5 separate regions of the Mus musculus genome follow, and all the other regions are linked to region 1. The links are chromatin contacts, called in public promoter capture Hi-C maps. All regions are on one chromosome and are shown on one strand. The core of a region is the stretch at or near the end of the contact, and the rest is flanking DNA. Distances in the headings are between cores, read along the strand shown.

Region 1 (2,570 bases), core at 29-2,528:
CCCACATACCAACAGTGCTCCAAAGTGCTTATGAGAAATGAACTTGAAGCTCCAGCCTGGACCCACTGAGTCTGAGCTTGTAATTTAGTAATGAATGTCTACGCTGCCACTATGAATCGACTGGCAAAGGTTTAAAATAAGACCAAACATTCCAAACTCTGCCACTAAGTATAGACACCTACATAAAAGGCTGAAGAGGTGTACAATTGCCATAGAAAAATCAAGGAGCGTATACTACACAAGCTTCTTCAGCTTACTTAAAATACTTGTTAGGTTCGAGTTAAAATAGTTAATCAAGAATGAACGTGTTCAGAAAATTGGACCCTGCCAAATAGGTGATTTCATGATACCATCACCTCCATAATCCAGCCAGAATTTTTCTAAACTAAAACAGGCACATGAAGCGGAGTGTTAACACTTCAAACCTTGAAAAATTCGGGATCGGGCTTCCCCCAGTCTGCGTGTATCATTTGTATACCTCCTGTCACACAACGTGCCTCAAAGGTACATTTACAAAAAACACACACAAAGCAAGGTCCAAACATCAGAAAGCAACCATCATTATTCTTCTTCCCAATGCTGGATACTGCACAGTGAATTTACAATAGGCTGCACACATCCAGGTTCCCTCCATTACCTCAAAGCTGGACAGTTGTTGGCAAGGATAACCAACTTCGCTTTGCCTTGTCTGATCATCTTCAGAGTCTGCTTGTAGCCCAGCACGTACTTCCCACTTTTCATAACAAGTTGGAGCCTAGAGTTGATCGACTCCAGAGACTTTTTCTACAATGCAAACGTTTGAGACTTGAACACCACTTGCAGTCATCTAAAACCAAACTCAGTTCCAGATTTCTGGAACTGAACCCTTTCATGATGTCTGAGACCATACAAAGAGCCTCTCGGATTCACTTTGAGACCCTGAAACGTCAGCGACAAGTCGTCCACCCAGTGTGCTCAAATCTATCCGCCCCGGCCCGACCCAGCTCTCCACGTGAACCGGCTTCCGGGCCCGATCGGCTTCACTCACCGTCTTCTTTGCGGCCACCATCTTCCTGCCTTAGGTGCGGGACAACCCCCAACCTAGCATACACAGAGGACAGAAGAGAGGATTATAATCCAGAGCGTCAAACACCAGCTAGCGGAGCTCCCCGAGCCGCCTAATCGTTTACCCCGCAGAGCTCACTCACCAACACCAGCCGCCAAGATGGCCGGGGAGCGAGAAAGGAAGGAGCTCCCACAATGCAAAGCTCTTCTAGGCCGACAGAGGATTGTGGGACCGGAAGCGGAAGAGAAGCCGGTCCGGGTCACAAGCAGAACAGCGCTTGCGAGAGTAGTCTGCGGTAGTTGGTTGCTATGGGGACCGGGTTACAACGCAGGCTGGGCTGCTGCGGCGTCTGGGCTCCGGCCTTCGGTTCTGGGCGTTTGTTCTGCTGCAGCGGGCTGACACCGCGGAGAGCCGGAGCTCGATGGGAGCTGACGACGAGGCCCAGGGCTCCGTGGCGAGGCGGCAGCGACCTGGCCTCTCCTGGGCTGGTCTCCGCCTGACGTTGTCTTGGGCGTGCTCCGGAAGGACCCCGGGCCGCCGGTTTACCCCGTGACTGCTCACCAGGAGCGGAGGCATCTCTGTCCACCCGCCGCTGATCTTCCTGTTTGCCGCTCCGTAGGACACACACCCCTTTTGCGGCGGTTTTATACCGTGTACTTGGGAGCCTACTTTGCACAGGGACCACAATTGAAAAAAAAAAAAAAAAAACCTGGTGAAGTGGCTGACGGGTAAATGCGCTTGTCGCTAAGTAGACGAATGAGTTCCAAACCCACGTGGTGGGAGGGGAGCGCCAAGTCCAGCAGGTTTTTCTTTGGCCTGCGCTTGAATGCTCACATACGTATACAGAAGTAAAGAAATAGTCGCAATACGAATAATTTAAAAAATCATTTTGCTACGAAACTTGGGCCGTTGTATAAATGTAGCATTCAAGGAAAAAAAAAAAAAACCTTGAAAGCCTCTACTATTTACGCACTAGCACCAACGAAAACCCAGGGCTGTTGAGATTGTTCAGTCAGTAAAGTGTGCTTGCCTTGCAAGCGTGGGGACCTGCATTTTATGCCTAAACCTCTCTGTCAATCCCCAGCCCCCAAAAGTCTGGCATGGTTGTGCACACTTGTAACTCCATTTGTGGAACAGATTCCCCAAGGCTGGCTAGCCAGCCAACCTAGTCTAACCTGTCAGCTCCAGGTCTCAAAGATCTTGTGAAAAATAAGGTGGACAACTACCGAGTAAGTACCCAGAAGTTGACCTGTGACCTCTGCCCAACTGCACAAGCACCTGTGCCACCAAATTTATATAAGCATGAAAAAGGAAACCCAGGGTAGTAGGTAAGCTGTATGGTGAGTTACTTTGCCCTGGAGGTTAGGAAAGGGAAGAACAACCCTGCCTCCCCTTAATTAAAATAACTTTAAAAACATCCATGAGTCATGCGGGTCGAGATGATCTATACCTATAATCCCACCCGGAGCTGGCAATCTCTGTGAGTTGATCTTTTGGAAAAAGAAAAAAAACGGAAACTAAAACA
Region 2 (2,570 bases), core at 52-2,551, 1.5 Mb after region 1:
GGTTGTCAGCTTTACCTTGATACCTGGGAAGAGGGAACCTGTAATGACTGTGGCGCATTTTCATTTGAAGATAGGGTTTCTGTTACGTTGAAGCCTTTGGAAGGTAAATGAGGGAAATATCTTGAAGATAGAGTTTCTTTTTTAAACAGCTCTTAACTAGGTTTAAAAAATAATGTTTTAAACGAACAGCTTGTGACCTAAAGCACATACCTTATAGGCAGCGGCAACTCCCAGGGCCACAATGAATGCGCCAGCAATATGAACCCGCAGACGCTTGGCCAGAAGACCACGCATCTGTGGTTTGGGCAACAGCGCACCGGAACTCATGGTAGCCAATGTCCTTTGCGAGTAAAACAAGGAGGGGAAAAAAAAAAGGCTTGTAACAGGTTAAGTGATTGAATGAACTCTACATGCACAACGTAGTTTAGTATCTACAATCGCGGCCTAACCCCTCCTGCAAGGTCAATGACTTTGGCAACTTCATCTTTGCCCGCTCCTCTCCTACGCATTTCCACTACCCGCAACAAGGCGGTAACCAGCAACAAACCGATGAGCAAAAACCATGACAAAAGTGTCCCCCATCCACAGAAAGGCAGATGCGACCTAGCTGTTGCCTTTTCAGAATTCACCCTTAGGAAGAAAAGCCTTCGGGGAGAACTCAGGTCACTGAAGCTGTGGGACTAGAGCCCAGCAAGCGCCCCGAGGGCCGGTGGAGCAGGCGCGACAGATCGGGGACCCTCCAGCTTCCCAATTCTACTCCCACACCAGGCCGACCACCGGGGCCCCTCGGTGCCTGAGTCCCCTCCAAGGTCGCACCCCTTATCCAACTGGAGCACCAGCCCCCGCAGGTCAAACGACCCAATCAAGGTCAACCTGGCCGCGGCAAAATACAAGGGGAAACGGGCCCGGCCGGCCACCAGCGAGACCCTGAGGCTCCGCAGAGCTCCTCCGGAGCCCTAAGAGCGCACGCGGGGAGATGGCGGGGCCGCCCGAGTTCAGGCCGGTCAGGCCCGCAGCCTCCTGAGGACGCGGCGGGGGCAACGCGCCCACGAGGAAGGCAGGCCCGAGGCTCCACTGGGCTGTGACGTGCAAGACATCCTAGTTCGCCGCCCCCACGAGAAGCCGAGAAACCCGCAGTTGTCAAACCCCAGAATCTCCTCTCTCTCTCCACCATTCTCACCTCTACACCAACGTCCTTCCCGGTTCTCGGAGAAACGGAGAGCCTTCCAGCAGCACGCATGCGCAAGAGTCGATGGAGGACCCGGCGACGGTGGCCTAAGGAGTCCAAAAGTATTCAAGCGCGCATCCAGCCGGTCACAGCTGAAATTTATGCCAGTTACACTATGTCTTTTTTTTTTTTTTTTTTCCCTAAACAGGACCTTGAAAACGAGTCCTGACTACCTACAAAGGTTTCTTCAGTAAATTACAAATATTAATCTTGTCCGGTGTTGTGAACTTATTAAGGAATTCGTATATATTTCACATGTGGGGAAAAAATAATATACTCTATAAAGGCACTACATCATCTGAGAGCTTTTTTTTTCTAAATGCCCAACCTTGAGAAAAGGCATATCTTGGGGGACATGACATTTGTGTCAAAGGATTGCCCAAACCACATGAATAAGCATTTTCATTACAACTACCTCGGCACAATAAACGCTTGGTTTTTGGCAAAGAGCGAGAAAGGCCAATTTCAGAGTTTAACATGTAATTTTAGAACCGATGCTGTGGAACAAACTAGAGATGTGATCCCACTCCACTGCCAGACTCAATGATCTGCTTAACAAATCGTAATGGGTATTTGTGTCGGGTTCTTAATAAAAAATAACGTGTGAACGGGAACAACAGGGATGTTTTTGGAAAGCCGACTAAAGATGACTTTTCGTGCCTTGGGACGTTTATCTTACTTCAGTGACATCAACTAGATTCACAGGTGTTACTTAAGTCAGCTGAGTAAGCCTACTTTATATATATGCAGGGTTTGAGAGGGCTTAGGAACCCTGCTTGAGCAGTGACACATGCACCATCACACTATATGGAGAATAACTGAAGGTGTGAAACCACTGAACTGAACCCATGGTTACAAAGAAAGGTTCACGGGATCAGAGTACCAGGGCTACGGTTAATCCCACCCGGTGAGAATAGTGAAAACGGCTACTGTAAGTTTTGAACCAAATTTAAAACAAGCTTTATTAAGCATTGGCCAGTTCAGTGGACACTGTCAGGTGCATACCTAGGAATCCCAAAATACATCGCCACATTACAACTCAGTCAGAGGCTTATAAAGGCAACCCCCAAAGGGTCAGTACTTCCCACCTTCGTCCAATCAGGGGCACGCTTAGATCCCAATGTATTTCCTTATGAACCTCCAGCCTACCTCCACCTGTGTGTGATCAAGCTTATCCTGTAAAGTTGGGGCAAGTGAGGTTGTTTACAGAAGAGAAAACACCATAGTTCACTATCTTACATAAGTAACAGCCCCCAGCACTCCAGAGATTATCTGCCCTTGGGCAAGTGAGGCTTACAGGTTAGAGGCATGTTTGATTGATAGATCTCTTAAGCCCAGTAAT
Region 3 (2,570 bases), core at 42-2,541, 1.5 Mb after region 1:
GCTCTCTGCTTTGATAGTGACCTGGGGACTTGGCCTCCCTCTTCGGTTGGTGACTTAACTGAGGATCTCTGTCACAGAGACTTGCTATTGAGAGAGGGAACAGTTCCCATCCTTTGCCTTACCTCACAGCCTTCCCAATAAAAAGGCCACAGTACTGAGTTTGGCATAAAGATTCCTAAAGGAAGTTGCTTTTTCAGATCTCTCCTCTCCCTGCCCCTGGTCTTTGCCTGCCCCTGGAGTCCTCTGGGCTTACAAGCCCTCAGTCCCCACCCCAGGCGGAAGGGAAAAGGCAGAAGGCTGTGAGCAAGCCACTGGAGCAGGCCAGCTCCTGGCAAGTCTGAATTTAAATAGGAAAGCAGACCCAAAGCCACGCTCCTGGGACATGGGTGGGGGAGCACTTCCCTCTCGCTAACCTAATCAGTGTGTCCCTGTCACCGATGTTTACACAGCCCAATAGGGTTGAAGGAGAGACATTTGTTTGGCTCTAGCTCCACTCTAAGAGAAGTACTCAGCTTGATAGGATTGTGAAAGATTAAAAAGAACCCTCCATCCTTGTCAAAGCTTGCATCCCTTTTGCAATACCCTATTTTAGCATCTGGCTTCTCACCACCAGGCAGCTGCTGCTGCTGCTGCTGCTGCTGCTGCTGCTGCTGCTGCCGCCGCCGCCCTGACAGATAGGGAGAAACATCTCAGTCTGTGAGCACCTGCAGCCCAGAGTGCCTGACTGAGCTGGAGGTGTTCTCTGCACATGGCTCCCTTTACAGGAGTACAGGAGGCTTGGGCACAGAAGTCATATTAAAGCCATTTGCAAGGCTGCCAGAGGAACACTGTGATTTATAAAGTATGAAAGTTCACCATTTATGAATTCACAGATATGATTTCCCATATTTTGCTCCAAAGAAGCTTATGGGTGTCATACACCCTTCGTTCTAGTGTGGAAAGGGAATTTTAGAGAAAGCAGGCCACTTTTCATGAGTGTTGAAAGTGCTGAACTCAAGGTCTCAATAACCCCTTCCCTTTGTGTTGCAGGCTGGGTGGTGGGGTCTCTGGAAATCCTCGGCAGCCCCGCCAGCTTAGTGAGAAGCATTGGGAATGGGATCTCGGACTTCTTCAGGCTTCCATATGAGGGATTGACCCGAGGCCCAGGAGCCTTCGTGAGCGGAGTCTCCAGAGGGACCACATCATTCGTCAAGCACATTTCCAAAGGTAGCGGGTGCCGGTCCTTGCAGGGCCTTGTCTTGTGTTTCAAGCGTTCATGCTGTTCAGTTTGCTCACCCAGCCTGCAGCTTCTGTTGTGTTAACTTGCTGTGAAATGCTGGGATGATAGCAAAGCTCATGTTTTAAACAAATCACTGCTTGCCTGTAGTGTTTAAAAATGTTTCAGAAACGTTCTCATTGAGAAAACACAAACTGGCTCCACTGTTATTCTATACAATAAATATAGAAATACTGACAGTGTTTGTGACCTCTGCTAAGCAGCAGGGCTCCCACACCAGTTGCCTCATCATGTTTCTAAAATGCAGATACAGTTGTCATAGCTGTCTAAGGACATGGACTCATTGTAGTGGGGAAGCTGACTGCTAAGCCAGCTTTACTCCCACTCCCTACATCCACAGTGCCATCTTGTGGTCCAGACAGGTCATCAGGCATGGAGGCTAAACTGCTTCCCACCAGGAGAATGTTTTCATTTCATCCAGTGTTTGCTCGATATTTTGGTCAGGTTGGCAGTGACCAGGGAACTAACAAGGGCCATCTGAGTCCCCTTTTCTTCTCAGCGGGAGGCAGAGAAAACAGGGCAAAGGCCTTCTTGCCCATAAAAGGCATTTTACTGTAGACAATACCATAACTCTGTTATGAGTGGGCAGGTTACTGAAGACTCTAGAAGACCTCAAAAGAAGACTTAGGCTTGAAATATGAGACTCCATGATCCATAGTGAGGGTGGGGGCTCCTGGTGGGGGGTTGGCAAGAGAGCAGCCAGAGTAATAAAAACAAATTCCATGGACAATGAAAGGGAGCCTCCCCCAGCCCCAGATCCCGGGAGGCCTGGGAGCGGACTAGAAACTCACAGATGTGTGCCTGGTGGGCTTCTCAGTCCTGCCATGGGTCCTCTGAGGTTCTGGTGTTTGTGTTTTACAATAGGACAGCAAACACCTGTTAAACTGTAGCTCAGCTTATTTAGCATCCTGACTGCTTCTTACATTTGTTCTCCCATCTTAGCAAAATCGGGGGGGGGGGGGGTTGTCTGTGTGTGTGTGTGTCTGTGTGTGTGTCTGTCTGTGTTGTGTGTTCATATGTCTCTGTGTTTATATGTCTGTGTGTGTCTGTGTTCATACATCTGTGTGTGTCTGTGATTCATGTCTGTATGTGTGTCTATGTGTTCAAGTCTGTGTGTTCATCTGTCTGAGTGTGTCTGGGTATCTTATGTGTTCAGACCACAGGTAAAAATGATAGCTTCAGAAGTGGGACCTGCCATTTCTTCTCTATTGGTGTCTTCTGGTTTTGCTGCTGAGATCCATATGTACTTGCTGGAGCAGTTGGGACTGTTGGAGCATGGGAAGTTGTCTTTTTT
Region 4 (2,570 bases), core at 38-2,537, 1.4 Mb before region 1:
GCAGTGTGCAGTAAGGAGGCTTTCAGGGAGGTCCTGCTGTTGAGTCTAAGATGCCTTGTACACCAACACTGACAAATGCTTTCTTTTTTATTATATTAAAACGACAGGTCATTTTTATATAAAATAACAGTTCCACGTACCCAGATTTTTCCTGTGTACTTTAAGTCATCTCCTGGCTACTTATAATGGTTGTGCTGATAGCTGTTGTTTATTATGGTATACACTCAGTACCGAATTTTTTAAAATTTATATTCACATTATTTTGTGACAGGGTCTTATTAAGTAGCCCAGGCTGCCCTCAAACGTGTGATTGTCCTACCTCAGATTCATTAGTACCATTATATATTTACACACACACAGTTTTTCAACCTACAGTAGTTTGAATTCATATATGTATGAATGTATATCCCAGGAATGTTAGGGGGCTATGTGCACAGCCTTCTCCCACAAAAGAGCTGAGAATGTAATAGGGTCAGAGAATGTATGAGGCTAGAGTATACAGAAGTCCCTACTCAGTTTGCAAGCTTTGAGAATTAAAATATGGAATGATCAGAGGCTTGGAGACTGGTATTTTGTAGAACTGTCTCAGATTACAGATGAATCTAACTGTATGTCTGGACAGCTCCAGAACATTCTTGGCTGCTGTGAGAGGGGTGTTACTCATGCCTGCAAACCAGCCTGCTGGAACCCAAATCCCTAAGGGCTGTGGCCTCTTAATTGCCCAGTGTGATATCTCAAAGTGATTCCCATCCTTCTTTGTTCCTTGGCATCAAGGCCAGTGGAGATTGTGGGCTAACATTTAATATCCTCCTGCCTCTCCAGCAAGCCCCTGAAACTTGAGAGGACAAAGTGTTGCTTTCAGAGTGTGCCTGCTAGTTTTCCCAGGGAGGTTCACGCATATTGACTGTTGAAACCGAGTTTTATTTTTAGAAGAAATCTAGTGGAAACCAACATAGTAAGGGGAATTTTTTCTTATATATATAATTCCGTGAGGGACAAACATTCCAATTTGATCGTTAAAAATAGGACTAAAATGAATGTCATTTGTTCCAAAAACTGCTAGTCTGAGATACTTGTAGTAAAATATCAATTTACTAAATCCTTTTGTAAAAAAAATTCCACTTCTGCTCTGTCTGCAATTCATGCAAGTTACTTCTTGGGCAAACATAGACTGAATTTTAATCATGGCCAATTCTTGAAAAGCTGAGAGGCTCTGGAAATGGGATAGTTGGTGACTCAATCCTGCTCCACATCAAGCCTATGACTTGCTGTCACCAAGTGCCAGTAATACAAGAAAAAGTACTCTTGTGGGTTTATCTGTTTGTCATTAAACTTTGCTAAGCCAGCAAGCCTGAGAAGTAGGCTTGCCATGGACTTTCACCATTGGCATATGAGCTCCACAGGCCCTGTTCCACACAGATTACCTTGCCTGATGTCAGTGTGGGTCTGGTCTGTACAGAGATCTCTGGTTTTCCCTAGTAACTGGAGAGCACTTATCTGTAGTGAGAAAGCCACGCATGGCCACGCCTGTTAAGTATCTGGTGTGTATACGTCCCTAAGTGATTATTTAGCCTAGTGTCATAATACCTTGCTTTATGTTTCCAAGAAAATCGTAAATAATTTAGGCATTCTGTAGCTTAACATTAATCACTAAGTAATCTCATTTGTGATAGAATGAATGTCTGAGATAGTTTAGTAACTTAGAACAACAGATACTCAGGTAAGTGAAGTGGGGTGCAATGAGCTAAGCCTATGCCAGACTTGGATATCAGTGCGGTCATTATTATATAAGATTAGGCCACGTGAGCTTCCTTGGGGTTTTGTGTGTGTGTGTGTGTGTGTGTGAGAGAGAGAGAGAGAGAAGGGTGGCTGGACAGGAGAATGCAGAACACAGCTGCAAAGTGACAGATCTTCAATACAGCATATGCAAAATGTGAACAGTAGACAAAGCAGAGCCTTTCTTTTCTTTTTTTTTTAATTAGGTATTTTCCTCGTTTACATTTTCAATGCTATCCCAAAAGTCCCCCATACCCACCCCCCCAATCCCCTACCCACCCACTCCCACTTTTTGGCCCTGGGGTTCCCCTGTACTGGGGCATATAAAGTTTGCAAGTCCAATGGGCCTCTCTTTGCAGTGATGGCCGACTAGGCCATCTTTTGATACATATGCAGCTAGAGACAAGAGCTCCGGGGTACTGGTTAGTTCATAATGTTGTTCCACCTATAGGGTTGCAGTTCCCTTTAGCTCCTTGGGTAATTTCTCTGGCTCCTCCATTGGGGGCCGTGTGACCCATCCAATAGCTGACTGTGATCATCCACTTCTGTGTTTGCTAGGCCCCGGCATAGTCTCACAAGAGACAGCAGAGCCTTTCTTAATCTGACCATCCTGAATTGCTTATCTTTCCTTTCTCAGAGAACAGAGCTGACATCCGATAAGGATATGTACCTTGACAATAGCTCCATTGAGGAAGCTTCAGGAGTATATCCTATTGATGATGATGACTATTCTTCTGCCTCAGGCTCAGGTAAGGCTGCCTACTGGATGCCATTCTCTATACCCCGGCATGCAC
Region 5 (2,570 bases), core at 26-2,525, 1.4 Mb after region 1:
ATGTTATAATCTGCTTATTATTGCTATACACACTTTGTGTGTGATGAGGCACATTTGTTAATCGCTACTTTATCAAGAAGTGGCAAGTGTGTTTACTCTACTGAAAGTAATGAGCCCATTGTTGAGCTTAAACATATGCTGTGAACAGTAGACCATTTAGAATGAAGTTCTTGAATATTTAGATAAAATTAAAATATATTATGAATTTAGGGTTTACATTAATTTTATTTTTTTACTATTTTAGTAAAGTTGTCTGCATTTAAGTTATTTTTTCCCCAGAAGTTTTTAATATATCAGTATCACTCTTCTTTTGGGAAAAATATGATCTTGAAAGATGTCATATTATACACCTGCATTTGCTTGAAACCTGGTAGCTTGATAAATTGATAAGATAACCGGGTCATATGTTAAGTTTTCTGAAAAACCAACTCAAACAGAGATTCTAATAAAAGAATGTTACACATTTCCTTTTAAACACTAAAAAGTATTTCTCAGGGCTCTTAAATTACCATATTCTGATACCAAGGGAAAATAAAATCTGGACTTAGAGTTTTGTTTGTACTTAGAGGTTTTCCGGACAGGAAGGGAGTCTTGATGCAGTGCATAAGCCACAATACCAGTGGGGCATTACAGGTGAAGACTACAGCTGTGCCCACACCACAGCGCAGCACAACTGCATGCCGGAATGCTTCCTGTGCAGAAATAGAGTTTGCTTAACTTGTTTCCCAAGAGTAGATCATATTAAAATGTTATAAAATCATGATTTCCTGCGTTTGAATACTTGTGGTTTCTCAACTGTTTCCAATATTATAAGGGTGTGTGTGTGTGTGTGTGTGTGTGTGTGTATGTGTGCGTTTCCATATCCATACCCATGTGACTTCCATTAGCTGACGATATATAAAAAGCTTTTCATTCTTAAAAAAAAAAAAACTAAAAGGCAGATACATGTAAAAAAAATAAGCAGGAGCATTAAACATTAAAAACATTTACATTTTATATCACTGAATGGTAGATGTTTACAATGAAGTGGAAACAAAATAAGCCGTTTTGTGGTCAAAATACATTCTTATTACCAATTAAAAACTATGCTCAATTTTCATTATTCTATGTGATTACTATGTCTCCTTCTGTATTATAAATAACTGCATGTAAGAATTAGTCTTTATTTTCAAAAAGACAAGTAAACCCAAACACATTTATGACTACATATGCCTAGGAGCAAATCTTGTCTTAACTTAATAACATTTCAACATTTCTGCTGCTGTGTGCTCATCGTGTTTCTATAAATACCTCACCTCTGGAACACTGGGAAAGTCATCTTGGGCTCAGATCTCAGCTCCAGTCTGTTGCCTGTCTGTCTGCTTTCTCTCCTCAGCCATTGCTTACCTGCTTCTCTTGTCTTCCTAGTGTTCTCTGTTAAGATTTGGTCTTATCACCACTGTTATGCTGTCATAAATGCAGTGTCTACACTTCTGTATTTTTATACAAAAATAATAGTTGTTATCAAAGTAAGAGTTGGACAACAGATACTCTATCAAAGTTACTAGGAACTTCCTGGTACAAAAGCAGCTCCACCCACCCCTGGGGATATACATCAAAAACAACTAGAGACAATTGGTTAATTTTGAAGTTACTTTAATCAGTGAAAGGCAGAATAAACAGTAAACTCAGGAGAAACCCTGGGTAATAAGAGCTCCATGGAGTTTTCAGTGCTGTATTTCCTCTTGCATAGGTCTGTTCTCATGCTCGGGACTGTGTGTATAATCAGGAACGACTTGATAAAAACCCAAGTTCTAACCTGTATCCATGAGGCTCTGGATAAGGAAGTGGAGGCTAAGGTGGAATGGACAGTATGACCAAGAAGGTTCAAGGTGCCTTAAACAACTAGAAGCTTATTGGTACCCAGTCTTTCAGGAAATGTCTGCTTAATCATGAAGTAACCACTGAGCTAACCAAGCCGAGACTCTAAAGGCTACACAACTGTATTAGTAAGATTTCCATTATTGAAACAAAACAACAAAGGCAGATCATTTATAGAAATAACAGTTTTTACTCAGAATACAGTTTTGGAGGCTCAAAAGCATGATAGTAGCATTTATTCAGATATGGCAAGAGCTCAAGTCTGAATACAGAAATTCAAGAGAGAGTGGAGGCCAGGATAGGTTTTCCTAACAACCTTATCCTTCTGAAGGCACTCCAGTGACCTAAGGACCATGCTCCAGATTTTGAAAATTCAGCAGCTTTATAGCATCATACTGAGGACCAAGGTTACCCTATGTGAAACTTTACAGGACAAAATCATCCGAATCCTGGCAGACTGCAAACCTCACAAGTCTGGTTCATAACTAGCAGCAAGCACTGATGCACTGGGAATGACAGAAGAAGGGCCAGATCAGATTCTCACAGTTGGTATTGTTTATTACGATTTAAAATATTAAAATACCAAGCTTTCAGCAAAAGCTCCTGAGAAATGCAGAGATAAGGAAGTATGTCCACAGACTGGAGGTGAAGGCAGTCAGTAGAAATGGTACTCTGAGGAACCTCGATGAACACTTGAGGCAGGATTGTCG

The links. Promoter capture Hi-C pulls out the DNA fragments that hold promoters and counts their contacts.
Region 2: a contact with region 1 is called in a promoter capture Hi-C map of pre-B cells, with 7 times the contacts expected there. The contact joins the promoter of Cox6c here to the promoter of Rpl30 in region 1. A contact is called at or near these places in 11 of 39 promoter capture datasets (the 3T3-L1 cell line, the C10 cell line, HPC-7-derived erythroid cells and 6 more), 1 of 484 Hi-C or Micro-C datasets (liver) and 2 of 115 datasets of contacts at active chromatin or transcription factors (astrocytes and large pre-B cells).
Region 3: a promoter capture Hi-C map of hippocampal neurons shows a contact between it and region 1, with 3 times the contacts expected there. The contact joins the enhancer-like site here to the promoter of Rpl30 in region 1. A contact is called at or near these places in 4 of 39 promoter capture datasets (hippocampal neurons, liver and neutrophils), 1 of 115 datasets of contacts at active chromatin or transcription factors (embryonic stem cells) and 1 of 9 other capture datasets (adipose tissue).
Region 4: a contact with region 1 is called in a promoter capture Hi-C map of liver, with 2.6 times the contacts expected there. The contact joins the enhancer-like site here to the promoter of Rpl30 in region 1. A contact is called at or near these places in 7 of 39 promoter capture datasets (the 3T3-L1 cell line, hippocampal neurons, liver and 2 more).
Region 5: a promoter capture Hi-C map of 3T3-L1-derived adipocytes shows a contact between it and region 1, with 3 times the contacts expected there. The contact joins the enhancer-like site here to the promoter of Rpl30 in region 1. A contact is called at or near these places in 4 of 39 promoter capture datasets (3T3-L1-derived adipocytes, hippocampal neurons, liver and 1 more) and 1 of 9 other capture datasets (adipose tissue).

The regions. Positions count from the first base shown.
Region 1 is chr15:34,441,998-34,444,567 of GRCm38.p6, forward strand. It overlaps Rpl30 (ribosomal protein L30), which reads right to left and starts at 1,279. Exons shown (of 5, transcript NM_001163485.1): 1 at 1,188-1,279; 2 at 1,028-1,080; 3 at 638-783. The coding sequence starts at 1,048.
Region 2 is chr15:35,936,945-35,939,514 of GRCm38.p6, forward strand. Cox6c (cytochrome c oxidase subunit 6C) reads right to left here and starts at 1,302. Exons shown (of 4, transcript NM_053071.2): 1 at 1,181-1,302; 2 at 211-340. The coding sequence starts at 327.
Region 3 is chr15:35,913,745-35,916,314 of GRCm38.p6, forward strand. It overlaps Vps13b (vacuolar protein sorting 13B), which reads left to right. Exons shown (of 62, transcript NM_177151.4): 57 at 1,030-1,206. Among named protein-coding and RNA genes, the nearest start is that of Cox6c, 23 kb to the right of the region's middle. Within about 2 kb of position 1,292, at least 52 of the 459 cell types and tissues checked have an H3K27ac peak or open chromatin away from gene starts, as enhancers often do. A contact at or near this core is called in adipose tissue and hippocampal neurons, where this site is marked.
Region 4 is chr15:33,014,689-33,017,258 of GRCm38.p6, forward strand. It overlaps Sdc2 (syndecan 2), which reads left to right. Exons shown (of 5, transcript NM_008304.2): 2 at 2,414-2,525. Among named protein-coding and RNA genes, the nearest start is that of Gm32764, 54 kb to the right of the region's middle. Within about 2 kb of position 1,288, at least 47 of the 459 cell types and tissues checked have an H3K27ac peak or open chromatin away from gene starts, as enhancers often do. A contact at or near this core is called in liver, where this site is marked.
Region 5 is chr15:35,821,691-35,824,260 of GRCm38.p6, forward strand. The region is part of intron 39 of Vps13b (vacuolar protein sorting 13B); the gene reads left to right. Among named protein-coding and RNA genes, the nearest start is that of Gm41292, 64 kb to the right of the region's middle. Within about 2 kb of position 1,276, at least 21 of the 459 cell types and tissues checked have an H3K27ac peak or open chromatin away from gene starts, as enhancers often do. A contact at or near this core is called in 3T3-L1-derived adipocytes and adipose tissue, where this site is marked.